2 separate regions of the Mus musculus genome follow, and region 1 is linked to region 2. Evidence: chromatin contacts called from public HiChIP or PLAC-seq data. All regions are on one chromosome and are shown on one strand. The core of a region is the stretch at or near the end of the contact, and the rest is flanking DNA. Distances in the headings are between cores, read along the strand shown. Region 1 holds the start of Aspa (aspartoacylase). Region 2 holds the start of Trpv3 (transient receptor potential cation channel, subfamily V, member 3).

Region 1 (3,761 bases), core at 438-2,937, 57 kb before region 2:
CTTTTTAAAAACAAAAGGGATTGAGGCACTGGCTTATTAAATACTATGAAACATTTTGAATTTTTCACCATGTATTTGCTTTGTGTGTCTTGTGATTCTACATTGTGCTGGCTGTTTATGTGAGCTCTGAAAGAGCAAAATTAGAAGTTCAGAGGAATCCAAAAATAACAGAGTCACCCTGTTGTCCTGTAGTGAACACTGGCCTTAATGAGAAACATGGCTCCTGGGCCTAGCTTTCTTTTATGTAACTGTGGAAACTTAATCGGGCTGAGTGCTTCCTTCCTTTATCCTTGGCAATAAATGTCTGCCCTTTATAAATCATAAAGTGAATTTATAAATAGAGTAAGCAGACATCTGTGGGGAAAAATTACATATAAGCCTACCCTTATGATAAATGATTGCTTTATTGTGTCCTTAGGAAACAACTTAGTATGGTTTCATGTGGTGTGTGTGTGTGTGTGTGTGTGTGTGTGTGTGTGTGTGTGTGTGTGAAAATATATAATATTTCCTGTACTTTAACATTCTTGGCTTTCTGAGTGATTGAGCTTGAAATCAAGTAAGATTTGGTTCAGAGTCATTTCTCCAACGCTATGTAATCACCTTATCCTGGATTAGTTCCCCTAGTAAGACCCCCCACTTTAGGACAACACATTCCAGAAGAAAGTCTTTGATGCCAGTAAATGAGATCATGTCTGTATACCTCATACAATGTGGTTAAAATATATGTAATATATATGTAATATATGCTTCTATGTCGTTTTTGTATATATTATGTTGCAAAATATTTTCAGGTATTTAAGAGATTTGAATATTACTGGCAGCTGCTTTTCATTTGGTATTTAGACAACTTAAAAAAAAAAGACATCATAGAATTACCAAAAGCCTCATGAGACAAAAGTTAAAGATGTTTCAAAGTCACTTTTTAAAAATATTTTTTTAGCCGGGCATGGTGGCACATGCCTTTAATCCTAGCACTTGGGAGGCAAAGACAGGTGAATTTCTGAGTTCGAGGCCAGCCTGGTCTACAAAGTGAGTGCCAGGACAGCCAGGGCTATACAGAGAAACCCTGTCTCAAAAAAAAAAAAATAATAATAATAATAATTTTTATTTCATTCATTATTTGCGTGTAAGAGACAGAAGAGAAAGAGAGAGAACAGGTGCACATATGTGGCAGTCAGAGGACAACTTTCAGAAGTTGGTTCTCTCCTCAGGATTGAACTCAGCAACATTTTTGCCTGCTGCGTTTCTGCCATGCTCTATGTCACCCACCCTATCATGACTGGGCTCTTGTGCCTCTGCTGTGGACAGCTATGCTCAAAGAAAGGAGCTGTGCTGTTCAAGAGGAGGTCAGAGACATCAATGCCTTCAGATCAGCAAAAGTGCTTACTTTGGAAATGTTTTAAATGTCAGTGGGAACAAAAACACTGAATAAACCATATTGTTATATTTGGGAGGATTGGGCTTAATGTGGTATTATTTTATAAATAATCATTCTGAACAGAAGACAGGATTTTTATAGCAGGGGATGCTAGCACAATTGTACTTCGATCTGCTGACCATCTGAGTTAGAAGTTAACAGCTGCATCACGATCCTTGATCCTTGCATATTTTAATCCAAATATGGTCAAGGGAGGGGTTACAGAAGGGAGTGTCCATAGAATAAACAGGCTGGGAAGTTGTGACAGAAACAGTTGTGAAGTCAGTTCTCAAGAGAGCTCTGTATTTTGCACTTCTCAATTAGATCTAAACTTGGAAACTTTTCTCAGAAGTTAACTGTCCTTTGACCTCTTCTCTTCTGAATTGCAGAAATCAGACAGGATCTTGGTATTTGTTAAAATGACCTCTTGTGTTGCTAAAGAACCTATTAAGAAGATTGCCATCTTTGGAGGGACTCATGGAAATGAACTGACCGGAGTGTTTCTAGTTACTCACTGGCTAAGGAATGGCACTGAAGTTCACAGAGCAGGGCTGGACGTGAAGCCATTCATTACCAATCCAAGGGCGGTGGAGAAGTGCACCAGATACATTGACTGTGACCTGAATCGTGTTTTTGACCTTGAAAATCTTAGGTAAGACTGTTCTCTAGTCTCTGAGGGTATATATAGGTGAGAAGTGTTAGTCATTGGGAAAGAGAACGTGTAAATGCTCCTAGTAAGTAGTCAGATCCACACATAGAACATCTGTGGTGAATAAGATCACTTTCACTTTTAATCATGCTGCTTTACAAATTATGCAACTACACAAACTGGGCACTCACGCGCTCTAATCTTCTTTTTGCTCTATGCCATCCAGTATACAGCAAAAAATAAGAAATATATGTAGTTTTGACTCATCTGACTTGAAAGACACAAATATAATAATCCTCTATGTAAATTTGTGTTGAGCAACATGTAAAAATAAAAATCTAAATTCTCAAAAAAATAATAATAAATGACTGTTTGGTCGTTATACCGGTAAACATACTGTTGTGTGGGAAACTCACCACCATGCTTTCTTGTAGGTTTGTCTTCCTCACTATGTCCAGTGAGGAAATTATGACATTTTGATTAGTACTTTTTGAATGAAAGGGTGAGTAAGCACCAGGAATATGCCTTCTTCATTGCAGATATGATTTCCAGGCAGTAAAGACTCTGGTACAAACTAATAAAAAATAGCTAGATAATAGAAATATATGGACTTATGGTTTGGGCTTTTTTTTTTTTTTTTGGTTTTTGGTGTTTGTTTGTTTTTTGGTTTTTTCTAGAGGGTTTCTCTGTGTAGCCCTGGCTGTCCTGGAACTCACTCTGTAGATCAGGCTGGCCTTGAACTGTACTTATGTTTTAAAAATATGGTTGAGAGACTCAGTAGAGAAGTTGTTCTAAACCATTATCGTGTATAGAACAACCTAGAGGTTCTTCTGTTCCTTAGCCACACTGACAGGCTGGATGAGGTACTGAACACAGACACATGCATCAGGGACAGGCAGTATTGTACACAGACAGACACAGCAGTGGGGATAGGCAGAGGAAAGGAGAAGAAACGGGTGAAATAATAAAAACCATGAGTAAATAATAATAATAATAAAACCCTTTGTAAATTCTTGTATCTATAAGATTTTGTCCAGACAGCCCCCAGCCTGCAATTCTAGCTGCTTGGGAAGCTGAGGCAGGAGGCAATCCTCCATCCTTGGCTGCAGAATAAATTCAAAGCTAGCCCACTTGAGAGTATTGTATTGTGATGTCAACACTTGTTCCAGAAAAATGCATGTAAGTATGTTTGTGTAAGTTTGTGGTTTGTCATTTGTAAACTGTGTCCCTGATCCAGTAGTCATTCCCAGTCTTCGATGTAAAATACCCAATGAAGACATGAGCACCAGGGTTTGACTCCCTCCTTTCACTAGCACCATAGTGCTGGGGATGGTACAATTAATAAGCAGTGCACCATAACTACAAGCAAGTGCTTATAAAATTAAAGGGTATATTTCATTCAAGGTTGAAGTCACGTGGTAAATTTTCTTTGTGAAGCCCTACCTGAGATCAGCCACATAAATAAACCTAACATTTTATGAGCATGCCAGTGCAGCACCGGACATATGGAATCAGTTGGAAAAAAAGTGCAGAGGTTTTTTTGTCATTTGCAGAGGTTTCAGATAAGTTTTCATGTCCCTCATGGATTTGTTTTGGTTTGTTTGCTTTTTCAAAAGAAACTGTGTGTAACTGCTGTCCTAGAACTAACTCTCTGTTTCTCTCTGTCTCTTTCTGTCTCTGGCTCTGTCTCTCTCT
Region 2 (3,536 bases), core at 168-2,667:
AAATGCCATCTGGGTTGGGGGCACAGCCTGCACAATGACCAGGGCTCAAAGCAATTCAATGAGGGTAAAGCGGGTGGAGCTGGAGACCCTGTATGCGTTCATGGAGAGCCCTGGCAGCGAAGGGCTTGGCAGCAGGCTGAGCCACACTGTGAAGCCCTCGAGCAGAACTTGGAAGCTGAGACTGATGTCAGGGAAGCAGGGAGCAGGGAAAGGTTCTGGGTTACATAGGCAACAGAGCCTGAAGGAGAACAGGCCATGGGGACAAGAGAGACCGGTGACCTGGGGGAAGCTGTTATGAAGAGCATGGTGAGGGGGAAGAGGCTGCTAACCTTGAAGGATAGACATAGAAAGGCAGTGTGGACAAGAAGAGGTAATTCTGAAGTCAGGGGACCAACCTTAATGCAAGCCACCTCAGATAGCTTACTTAGCTATAGAAGTAACTTTTCAGCCCCTGCCTACATCTATCGCAGCCAAAGCCAGATAGGTATTTATGTTTCCTCTACCCAAAGCAATCAGTGGACCTGTGGGGCTAAAAAGACTTTGCTGAGTCAAGAGCAGAAGTAGACAGAGGTGTTCCTCATCCTCCCTCATCCTCTGGTTTCTCTCCTGAGAAATAGCTTGAGTGGTCGGTCCCCTGACACCAGTTGCTCCATCTTTCTTGTGCTAGGGCCATGAGTGTGGGCTACTCTGAACAGCTCGGGTGAGCGGGGGTCAGAGCAGTCTGGACTCAGGCTCCAGCAGCTATAATTAACTCCTGAGTCACCCTATATGCTTTGCTTTGCATCCTCACCTGCTGGACTCTCTCCCTGCCCTGCGATCCAGCTCCTTCACCCGAGAAATACCATGTCACACCTGCCAAGGCTCTGACACTGATTGAAGCAGCCTGTCCTAGGGACGCAGACCAGGCAGGGGCCAGAAGGAGACCTCCATAGCTGCTATCTCAATAACCCGTGAGTGCCTGGGCGTGGTCACTCTTCAGCGCTGGGATAGCTGCTCCCGTCTTAAACACCCATCACACTCCAGCCATGGAGATTCACATCCACCCCTAAGCTAGCTGAAAGAGACGGGAGCTTTCTCTTCCTGAGATTCCCAGAAAGTTCCTGGGCCTGTCAGAACCTGCATTATCTCCTCTGCCTGTTGTTAAAAGGAACCCCAGCTCTCCCCACACCTTCCTAGGACCCATGGGCAAAGGGCAGACATGGTCCAGAGGATTCCAGGCCCGCACTCTAGTCTTTCTGGGGAACACTAGCTTTCTCTGGGTGACAAGGATTTACCTGGCAGGTTCCAGATGGTGGTGGCAGTCCTTGCCTTGAGATCACCGCATGTCTGGGGCCCAAAACCCACCGTCGGGAAGGTGGCTGAGGTGGCCAGAGGCTCTCATCGTAGGCACAGAGATAGCTGACAGCTGGAATGAGGCATCAGAGGCAAAACTGGCTGGGCCACCTGCCCTCGGCATCAGGCAGGCCACACCCACCACCCACGTGTCCTGCGTGAGTCACCTCCACACCCACAGAACAGCCTCACCCCATAGGAGAAAAGGCAGGAAAGGTGCTTGTTGTGGCACAAAGCTATAGTCCCAGCCCTTCCCTCATACATTTGATCCTCAGAGGGTATTAATAGCATCAGTCTCCTCACTTGGGAAATGGGACCCATTACAGGGAACTTACTGATCAAGGCTGTCATGGAGAGACAAGATGGAGGTATAGAAGCTACATACGTAATCAAGACTACAACCAAAGGCTATCCTGGTGGCCAGTTGTAAGACTTGACCTCCATCTTTCAAAAATAGTTCTTGGGACCAAATCCCTCAGAAACAGAGGAAGTCCAATGTTTCCCAACAGATAACATGTATCATGGGTATTTGTGTGTGACAACCTCGCCACTTCCTGCCTCTGTGATCTTTGGCAAGTCATTTGTCCCAAGCCTGGGTTTCCTCACCTGTCAATCATACGAACCTGTATTGGAAGGTAGAGCATAAATGAGGGTGCAACTGAGGAGAGATAGAACAAGGCCTAGAGTGAATTCATTAACCTGTGACAAGCAGGTGTTACTGTCACAATATTTATTCACCCAGCAATAGTTTGTGCCACTGTTCTTCAAGGCCAGAGCACTACAGGAAAACTCTGTGCCCTCCCTACATGCCCAAATGGCTTCTGGGAAAGGGGTGGAGCATAACTTGACTCAGGAACTGCACATCTTCCGCAGGGAAGTTGTGTAGGCAAGGCACAACAGGTTTAGAATGGAAGTCCCTGCTCCGAGACAGTGCTGTTGGCTGATGCAGCAGGGACTTTCCCGACTGTTCCCAGGAGGCGGGATCCCAGATCCCTGATCACTACAACCTGCTAGGCCTGGGGAGGAGGAATGAGGCAGGGTCTAGCCCATGAGAGAGAAAGGCCTGTGCCAGGCCAGGGCAGAGTAGCTTCAGGTGTGGCTTCGGGAGGGCACACACCTGCAACTTGATCCATGGAAACCTGCAGTTGTGCTCATGATTCCTCGTCACTGTTCCAGAAACACCACCATCAAAGCCCTACCTTCAATTAAATGTGGCCTCTCTCTTCCTCACCTGCCCGGGCCTGACTCAGCCTTGGCCCAGGTTTGCTTCTGGTGTCTCAACATCCTGGATATGAGGCTATTCCCTTCTGATGTCTCAGCATCCTGGGCATGAGGCTATTCCCGGCTCTCTGTTGAAACTTTCCTTGCTTTCACACTTTTCTTTGGAGACTAACTTAAAAGCTCCTTGATCTCTCTCATCCAAAAGCATTCTCTATAACATCAGGGACTAGGGGAAGCCCCTCTACTCTAAGGGTTACCTCATGGAAACCCAGTGTAACACCAAACACTGGTCCACGATTCAGTGTCATGGAATCCAGCCATCGTGAGACACGATACATAGGAGGCCACTGCAAGACAGCAGTGAACCTGAGAGTGTTATCTCTGCCTTCAAAGCTTATGGACCAACCAGAAGACCAGCTCCAGCAGGGATCATTCCATCACAGGTGACAAGGGCCAACTGAGGTGAAAGGGACTCATCTAAAGGGAAAAATGGAGATTCAAATCAGAGGGAGCATGTGGGCTAGAAGTGGAAGAAAGAAAGCTTCATCAGCAGTGTCAAGACACCTAAGACCCCAGCTCGTTTCAAGGCCTAGGGTAATGTGTGAACTCAACAAAGTGATCAGACATGGGGCTCAGATGCAGTCCACTGAGTGACCCCAGGCTGCTGGCTCAACCCTGACCTCTTAGTGACCCAGAGTTGGGCTGGCCACTGGCCAGTCAGTGACTGTCACCACTATAATCTAACAGGGGACTGACCCGGCTGAACCGGTGGTACACGCTGAAGGCAGTGCTTCTGGCTACCTACAGGGAATCAAGCTTGTCTTTGTGAGCTCTCTATCTTGAGTCTTGGATCCACACAGCACAACCACAGGCCTATGCCACCGGAAGTCCCATGTCCTTCCTTCTACCTCATTCTCCAGCCCTTGCAAACCCAGCATTGCTTGCCTGGTCCTGTCTGCCATGTGGATTACCTGTAGGGTTCA

Evidence for each region. HiChIP or PLAC-seq counts read pairs in DNA pulled down with a chosen protein or histone mark.
Region 1: a contact with region 2 is called in an H3K27ac HiChIP or PLAC-seq map of embryonic stem cells, with 17 read pairs. The contact joins the promoter of Aspa here to the promoter of Trpv3 in region 2. A contact is called at or near these places in 4 of 39 promoter capture datasets (3T3-L1-derived adipocytes, embryonic stem cells and macrophages), 2 of 484 Hi-C or Micro-C datasets (extraembryonic endoderm stem cells and nephron progenitors), 2 of 115 datasets of contacts at active chromatin or transcription factors (embryonic stem cells and extraembryonic endoderm stem cells) and 3 of 9 other capture datasets (adipose tissue, liver and pancreatic islet).

The regions. Positions count from the first base shown.
Region 1 is chr11:73,322,563-73,326,323 of GRCm38.p6, reverse strand. Aspa (aspartoacylase) reads left to right here and starts at 1,687. Exons shown (of 6, transcript NM_023113.5): 1 at 1,687-2,069. The coding sequence starts at 1,837.
Region 2 is chr11:73,265,401-73,268,936 of GRCm38.p6, reverse strand. Trpv3 (transient receptor potential cation channel, subfamily V, member 3) reads right to left here and starts at 1,417. Exons shown (of 18, transcript NM_145099.3): 1 at 1,275-1,417.